Linked DNA regions of Hordeum vulgare: region 1 is linked to region 2. A link is a contact called in public Hi-C data. All regions are on one chromosome and are shown on one strand. Each heading gives the region's core, a stretch centred on a gene start, on an enhancer-like site or on the middle of the called end of the contact. The rest is flanking DNA. Distances are from core to core; before and after follow the strand shown.

Region 1 (4,387 bases), core at 1,758-4,257, 110 kb before region 2:
CCCGCGCACACACACACACTACAGACCGTGAAGAGACTGAAACTGGAACAAGGACAAACTGAGAGAAGTTGTAGCAGACACCTAGAGGCGGATCGAAGAACCAGAGCTAAGCTTCTACGACAGGCACACACCGACAAATAGAACTTGCTATGGAATTGAAACCAGAAGTACTGATGTCCCACAACTCTGGAACAAGATTGTACTGGAAAAGAAGACACAACTGACAATATTTGAGCTCCCACACAGAACTTGATAAGGAGAGAAAAAAAGAAGCATGGTGTAGGGACTGTAATCACAAGGGCATAGGTTGGGGGTAGAGGGACAGGGTGCCACGCTAATGGCAGCCGAAGGCTCAAGGAACAGGCAACCTCGCGAGAGGAGGCCTGCAAAAAACGAGCACTTGGCTAAAGCGTCCCCCGGAAAACAACCGACCCTAAGACAAAGGAAGCCCACCATGACTCAAACGCGCAACCGATGAACCCGACTCTGCTATGAAGCTTGACTGAAGAAGTACTACCTACGGTCGTATATTTGCATCTGGAGATCCTCTTAAGCAAGGATGTCGCACCACCAGAGCTGCTTCTCCAGTGATGCAATGTTGTGGTTGCCGATGAAGTTGAACTGGAGATTGAGGCCCTCCAACGATGCAGGCATGCTTCCCAGGAATGGAACGCTCTTCGGTGTGACCTTGAGACAGCCGGACAGTGAGAGGACACGGAGCTTGAGCCGCTCCGCGGATGCCAACACCGCAACACCATAGTCGCTGACCATGCAGTTTGAAAGATCAAGCTCGGCGAGCTCGGAGCAACTCTCGGAAATGGCAAACAGACTTGCATCAGTTATCTTACTGCAGCCCTCAAGGCTCAGATGTGCAAGAGAAGTGCCGTGCGCCTTCACCAGGGCGGAAATAGCTGCATCTGTGAGATTCTCGCAACCATTCAAGTCGACATGAACCAGCCCACTTTCGGAACTCCTGATCAATGGAAGGAGGCCATCGTCGGTGACGGCACCAAGACCGCTCAGGTCAAGATTCTCCAGATGAGGGCAGATCATGCCAACCACGGCCAAGCTCGAGTCTGTGAATCCGGGGCACTGCTTGATGGTAAGGGACCGAAGTGATTTGCAAACGGGGAGCTGTGCAGGTGCAGAGCAAATGTCCTTGATACCAGTACACTTAACCAAAGAGAGAGCCTTGAACTTTGGGCTGCAGTTCAGGAGGAAAGAAAGGATGCCCGTGAGAGTAACCCTGTTGCATTCCTCAATCTGCAAATTCTCCAGAACCTTGGCTGCTTCTGCGAAATCCTTGAGAAGACCATCCGAGATTTGGCTGCACTTCCTGAGGTAAAGCTGCTTCAAGCTCGGACAGAACTTGGCAATGGAAACAAGTGCCAGCTCGGTGACTCCTGGGCAGGAGGTGATGCTCATACATCTGAGCTTCTGCAGGCCAAGGGCGTTTGCCATCACCCAAAAACCCCTCTCGCCGACCGATGACAGGCGAGTGAGGGTGAGGTTTGTGATCGCCTTTCCGTAGTACCCAATCACGGCAAGAGAAGCATCAGTGATGCTCAAACCCTGAAGGCAGACCTTGGCAAGCGAGGCTGTCGCGGAGCAGATGAGACCAGACACTCCCTGGTCACCAACATACGCACAGTTCTTGATGTTCACCGCCTGCAGCTTGGAGCAGCACCTGCCGACGGCCTTGAGTCCTTCATTGGCAACGCCAGAGCATGATTCAATGGTGAGCGTCTTCAAATCCGGGCAGCCCTGAGCGACGGCGACGAGGCCCTTGTCGGTGACCAGCGGGCAGCCGGTGATGTCGAGCTTCTCGAGCGAGGGGCAGCCGGCGGCGATCTCAGCGAGCCCGGCGTCCGTCACAAGCGGCACGTCCCACAAGGCGAGCGAGCGGAGCGAGGGGCACCCACGGGCGACCGCGGAGATGCCGCTGTCGGTGACGCCGCGCGTCGGGTGGCTCCCACGGACAAGGACGCTCTCCAGGCTGCCGCGGAGGCCGTCGGCGACGGCCGCCGCGGTTAGGGCGACGTCCGTGGCGGCCTCGCCCTCGAGGGTCCTCTCGGAGCGGCCCGGGCGAGCGGAGGCTGCCTCGGCCCCGTCCTGGTCCTCGTCCTCGCAGACGAAGACCTGGTTGAGGTCCGGCACGGCGGGGGCCTGGGCCCGCTTGATCTCGGAGGCGCGGATGCCGCCGAGCAGCGCGAGCCAGCGGCGGGAGACGCAGGAGGAGGCGCCCCGCGCGCGGGCGCCCTGCACGCGGCGCAGGACCTCGAAGAGGCACCCGTCCGGGAGCGCGTCGAGGGTCGGCGCCTCCCTCAGCCTCTGCCTCTTGGCCGCCGGCGCCGCCCGGAGCGCCTCCTCCGCAGCGGCGAAGACGCGGGGGTGCACGGCCGTGACGCGCGCGCGCTTCCGATGCCGCACGCCGCCGAACATAGCCGCCGCGGCCGCCGCCGGGTCCAGGACAAGCAGACCGCCATCTACACAAACAAACAAACGCACAGAAAATTCAGCACGCCGGACCAGAAAACTCCTCCAGATCTCCGGCGAACGAAACGCCGCACGAACAGGCGGTCGATCTAGAATTCAGTTCGGGGCCCTTGCTTACCGCGGCAATCGTGGAAGGGAGGCATGGCGAGGAAGAGATCGAAGAGCTGCTGCGAAGAAGGGATCGAAGAGCGAGCGAACGAGCGAACGAACCCTGTCGAAGGGAAAAAATAGGGGGAGGAGGAGGAGGAGCGGTGGGGTGGGGTGGAGGTGGGGTGGTGGTGGGTTGGGGGAAGGAAGGAGGGCAGCGGTTCTTATGTGGATGGTGCGGGCGGGGAATCCGGTCCAGTTGCTGGCGCAACTTGTGATGAAGATTTGCTGGGATTCAATGAATCTCGTCGCCGGGGAGGGTCAAGGGGGGTGTACACTGTACCGCCGCTGTGATGCGCGTGCATGCATGCACCTCCCTCCTCACTCCGCTGGCGCGTCCGCGCAGCCACAGCCACAGGGGTTGGTGCTGCTTTTTTCTCTCTCTCTCTCTCTCGGGCTGTGGAAGATGCTGGTTTGGAGTTTTGGGGGCCTTCTCGTTTCGAATTTCAAACGCTTTGGAAACATGAACCGGGTTTGTGGACTAGACTAGATGGAGTTGCGGTTTCAACGTTTTGAGGACATGTATGGTACGCATGCATGCATTCTACTCCCTTCGTTCTTAAATATAAGTTTTTTTAAACGATTTAGTTAGAATTTATATACAGAACAAAATGATTGAATGTACACTCTAAAGTATGTCTATATACATCCGTATTTAGTCTATTAGTGAAACCTTTAAAAAAAACTTGTATTTAGGAACGGAGAGAGTACTCCAAAGCTTTTGTCTTCGTCTTTAAAAAATAATCAAAAATTTATATTTTTTATGCATAATTATATACATTTCATCTTTATATTTAAAGGTGACTTGATAGCTTCATTTTCACGGAGTTTTTCCCGCCTCACCTCCCATAATCCTCTCATACTGGTTTATTTTTGCCTCAACTCCCACCATCCCCTTTCACTGGATTTTCTCCCTCTCATTTAAAACCAAATCTTGTTAAAGAGGGAGATCTTGTTTCGTACTTGATTTGGCAGATGTTGATTCAATTCAATATCTTAAATAATACTAGGTAACTAAGAATTGTGAAATCACATCATATATATAAGATCACCTTCCTAAAAGATAGATATATTTTTTTGTCAATAATCTTCAAAACAAAATCATATATTTCTCAATAACAAACCGCTAATCCCGCGCACTAATCTCTACTATTAATCAACAATCGTAACTTTTCTGATACAACAAAAATAACAAATCATTTTTTTGTATCTTATCAAGTCACATCTAGCGGTGTTTTTTTCACCTCACCTCCCACATCTCTACTATCTCTACTAAATATAAAAGAGTAAACATTTTCTTTCTTAGGTACATCCCACTAAACATACACAAAAGCACTAAACGCCTTACGATCAAATCCACTTAAAACATCTAACCATCTAGATTAATCTTACCCGAGGCTAAAAAGACCATTAGCAATTAAACCAGGCAGACCATCCGTCGAACGAATGAAACGAAGCAAATGGAAAGGAACTAAGGGCTTGTTTGGGACTGCTTCAATTCATCAAAATCAGCTTCACTTTATCAAATTCACTTTGAAGCAATTTCATACAAAAGCTATAGCACTATTAAGAGAATGTTTGGCTTCCATCTAGCTCCAGCTTCAAAAATAGAAAATCTGATGGAAAGAATCTATTTGATTGATTGAGGGGGGAGAAACGAAGGGGTATCCACTTACTGGTGGCAGTGGTGGGTAATTTCCCCCCAACTCTAGCTTCTAGAGTATTTTGGAGCACCCTCTCAGGA
Region 2 (4,485 bases), core at 1,985-4,484:
TACGTGAAAAAAGTGCCTCCTCGCTCGAAAGAAAAGAAAAAGAAAAAAAAAGAAAACCACGTACCCACGTTGTCTCACCTCCTTATTCCCTTCCCATCCCACGCCCCTTGCTCTTGATCTCGTTTTTCTCCTCGCTCCCAGAAGGCCGACGGCGGCGGCACCGGTCAGATCGGGACATGACGCGGGACAACGGTCCCCAATCCCCTCACAGTCGCCGCCGCGAGCTCCTCCTCGTTCCCTCCACTCTCCCAACACCACCTCCTGCCGACCAACAGCGCCTCCTAGCCTCCTCCTCCTCTTCATCATTCATGTCCTCGTCCTCACGCGACATCCCTTCGTCACTGGCACTGCGGTTGTGCTCGGCATAAGGAGTGGTTGTGGTGTGGCAGATGCGTGAGGAGGAGGAGGAGGAGGAGGTCGTGGTCATGGCGACGCGATGGAGGTCGTGGCCGGCTGGCGCATGACATCAGCCTGTGACTCGATTGGTCGAGGCGGAGATGCCAACACGCGGGGTCGCGGTCGAGCTGGGCGTGAGGAGAGCGAGGAGAGGAAGGGGAAGGGTGGGAGGCGCGAGGACGACGACGCTCCAGCTACGGGGCTCGCCAGCCATGCGGTGCTGGGCGTGGAGGACCCAGACCCCCTCTTGTTCGCTGCCGCCATGATCTTGCTCGCCATCGACCTCCCCGGGTGCTTTTCTCCCTAAATGGTGCCTACATGGACATATCGATTCAAGCGCCAGGTGAAGACACCCCTCACTGTCCAAATGTGCTTCTCTACATGGGTGTTGTCACCGCGACTAGTTTGACTGTTCAAGCCAAGGTGAAAATATTGTCCTCCCTTTATTTCTCAATTGTGTGAGATATGATTTTATTCATAATTTATGTGGATCTTGAAGCACATGAACAAGAAATTGGAGATGATTCTTTATCCATGGGATCTTCCAAAAACAGAAAACAACACAACAAAGTATTTACTATAAATTGTACCATATTCAGATATTTTGTTTGCTTGCTTGGAAATCCCAATCAGACTTTTGCTTTCATTCTATTACATGTAAATGAATTACTTAAGTAATGTTAGACCTCTTATCAGATTATATCCTTTGTAGCTAACTGATGTTGCTCTATTTTACTTGCAGGGTTGCAATAAATCTTCACAGACCATATTTATTATCTTGAGGATCACTGAAACAATTGCACTGCAAAATACTATGCCTTTCTTTCATGGTATGGCATCTTAGTTCTTTTCATTTGTCACATTCAGTACTAATAAGATGCTTCTACTACTCTACAATTTTATAAACCATGTGATTTTGTTTAGGATTTGAGTGGAGCTTGAATCAATCAAATCAGCCTAGAAGGTGCTTCTTTTCTCGATGGAGGCTTAAAGATATTTATGGCAGCCTGCTCCATGTAGGTTTTGCAGCGAAAAACCGAAGAAGTTGTGATGGACACAAAAAGACTGAAAGATTTGCACGAAGCGAAGATGTCCACCCGGTATACATATGGTTAGAAGTTTAGGGTGACTTCTTTTCAGTTGCTGTTGAGATATTTATGTGATCATAGATAAACAACCCATGAAGTTACTACCTTTTGGTTTTGATTTATAAATTTTAAATTGGACAATCTTTTGGTCAATACAATAGCATTCTGGTTCACTCGCATGTTTGATTGGGAAGGCCTTGAACCGCTATGATTTAATTTTTAGAGCATGTTTTTTGTATTGATATGAAATATTCCAATTATAAGAATTGAATTGTTTTATCTAATGATTATCTTATATGCTCATCTATTCCAGTGCGGAAACTGGATCTAATTATGAACCTATACTCATTAACGGATTTTCTAAGTTATGTTTGCGCATTTAGCAATATGAAAAAGTGTGGCCACAATGATGGCACATAGTGTGAGAGAGGAAGAGAAGCTTGTATCTTCCCCTTTATTATTTTTATGTAATCATCAGCAAGGTTGTCACCCACACCCATCCAAAGAAGATTAATATGTAGCAGGGTTCATCCGGCTTGCATGTCATGCGCAGGTTAGTTGCATGGTCCGCAAAACTGCGCTGAAAGGCTGAGACGACCATGACCTACTCGCCGATAGCACCGAAGCAAGCCATAGGATCGTTTGCCACGACAGCAGGGTGGCCAAACCCGCCGCATTTGGAAGCATCCAACAACCATGCTTATTAATATTGACGCTCTTGTGGCTCAACGAACCAGCCTAAAAGAGTCGGGTGATGATGATTCTTCAAGAGGAAAATGGAGAAACATAACAGAGTGATGTTTATTACAAAACATTCACTATTGTCGTGCCTGTCATGTGTGTTTACTATATTTAAATACACTTTGATCTAATTTATTTATTTTAATATATTTTGTCTTCTATGAACGCATCGGCAACTTCTATATTTAGTGGGAGCCTCACCGGAAAAATCATCGGGTCCGGAGTGCCATGTGGAGCTATGTTTGATCAATGCGTGTGTCTAATTTTAGTGTTTCGTGGCAACGCACGGGCATTAAGCTAGTTTCAACCAAAATTACATATAGGTATATATGAACATATTTTAAAATATAGATATATTTATTCTATTCTGTATGTAGTTTATATTAATATATCTTTAATAAAATTATATTTAGGAACATGGAAAGTACTCCCTCCGTTTCTAAATATAAGTCTTTTAAGAGATTTCATTAGATGACTACATACGCAATAAAATGAATGAATCTATACTCTAAAGTATGTCTATATACATCCGTATTTAGTTTTCTAGTAGAATGTCTAGAAAGACTTATAATTAGGAACGGAGGGAGTAAGTTGCATGAATGTAGCGCCATATGGGATTATGAACTACCGTGGTATTTGAATTTTTTTTCCCAATGCCAAGGCCCTCTGTCTCGAAAATATATTCCCGCCGTATATGGTAAGAAGCTTTTCATGGCAAAAACAATATCTATAGTCCAGTTTTGAACAGTACCAACCAGCATGATGAGATCAATCATATATACATTAATACATACCATATTCTACTATATCAGTGTTTTATCTTTGAGGGAATGCAGAGATAGATTCTCTTCCATTATCTAAAAACAAAGAAATCACATGACTATATGCCACCATACAAAAGCATCGAGAGGGCACGCAACTTGCAGCTTCGCAATCATGGAGCATGCTTGCATGCAGCAGGCCCTTTGCGGTTCGTGGTTAGATTCCTGGTCCATGACCCACTTGATTCATCGATCGGTCGAGAGTCCCAACACAAGGAAATGTTAGCTGTATCTCGAGGTCGGCTCTGGCGTGCAAGCTGGCCAGCCAAAACACCTGCAGACAGTTGCAGTTAACAAAGGGAAAATCAGGTTGCTGCTACCCTGCGTGCACCAGGTGAGCATGTATGATGACGACGCCCTGGTGAGCTGAATCCATGGATTGATACATCTAGATGATGGAGGAAAGAAGTAGGGTGGGCTGTCATAGAGGCCTTGCAGTTCATGCGTGATTATGCATGCAACCTCTAAGAGCATCTCCACCAGGCATAAAAAAACTGGCTGTCATAGAGGCCTAGCAGTTAACGCATGCATCCATACATGCATGATTATGCATGCAACCTAGCATCTTTAACAGACATTCAAAAACTGTTCGGTCCTTTTTTTTTGTGTCGAGACGAAAAACAACCCTTTAGCAGAAGCTTTAAAATAGAGCATGCATAAAAATCAACGTCGACGGTGCATCCGGTATTGGGGCACCGGATTGCCTACGCTGAACGCTGCAAGTGGGACTTTAAGATTGGACGCCGTGTTTTTATGAATTTGTTGGATAAAAAAAACCTTATTTCAACGTTGTAAATAAAATTTAAAGCGCCGCACTGCCGCGCTATCTATTGGAGATGCTTTAATATGCCCTCAACTTAGAAAACAATTATCCATTCATGGTCGCACTGCACTCTGATGTACGTGCGTATGCGACCCGACGACGTCCCGCCTGCCCGCCGCCCGGCGCACGAACCTGCAGAGGCGAAATTTCATGTTTTGTTTTTTTAGAATAATTAATCAAAATTTAACCCTTGTTTATAAAAAAATTAAAATCTGACTCTTTTTCTATCGTTGGTGTTCATGACGGTAGAATATAACAACTTACTGCCAAGATATCTGATGATATGAAAAGGGATCACGTCATCGCAATTCATCCTTATCCTCACAGGTGCTGGCGGTAGCATACGCAACCCTATCGCCAAGGTACGTAGGATAGGATGCGTACACGCACTGCGTCTGGAACTTAGCAATGTTTACGGTAGGGCATGCAATCCTACCGCAAAGACCTTGACGGTAGGTTGTTATATGTTGAAATATATTGTCCGCTTCCCTCCACCAGTTCAGAATTTTAAATGAGTTGGCTGAAGCATGAATTCAATATGGTATCAAATCCAAAAGGTCTTCAGTTCAAGACCATGCCAACGTAGTTTTAAAAATAAATGATTCTACGGTCTACA

Evidence for each region. Hi-C and Micro-C count contacts between places; a contact is called where the count stands out from the background.
Region 1: a contact with region 2 is called in a Hi-C map of seedling, with 3 times the contacts expected there. The contact joins the promoter of LOC123407021 here to the enhancer-like site in region 2. A contact is called at or near these places in 3 of 6 Hi-C or Micro-C datasets (leaf and seedling) and 1 of 1 datasets of contacts at active chromatin or transcription factors (embryo).

What each region holds. Positions count from the first base shown.
Region 1 is chr7H:527,905,958-527,910,344 of MorexV3_pseudomolecules_assembly, reverse strand. LOC123407021 (EIN3-binding F-box protein 1-like) reads right to left here and starts at 3,007. Exons shown (of 2, transcript XM_045100050.1): 1 at 2,615-3,007; 2 at 1-2,486. The coding sequence starts at 2,639. The coding sequence ends at 550.
Region 2 is chr7H:527,800,885-527,805,369 of MorexV3_pseudomolecules_assembly, reverse strand. No RefSeq gene overlaps it. Among protein-coding and RNA genes, the nearest start is that of LOC123407021, 100 kb to the left of the region's middle. Within about 2 kb of position 3,234, at least 3 of the 3 cell types and tissues checked have open chromatin away from gene starts, as enhancers often do. A contact at or near this core is called in leaf and seedling, where this site is marked.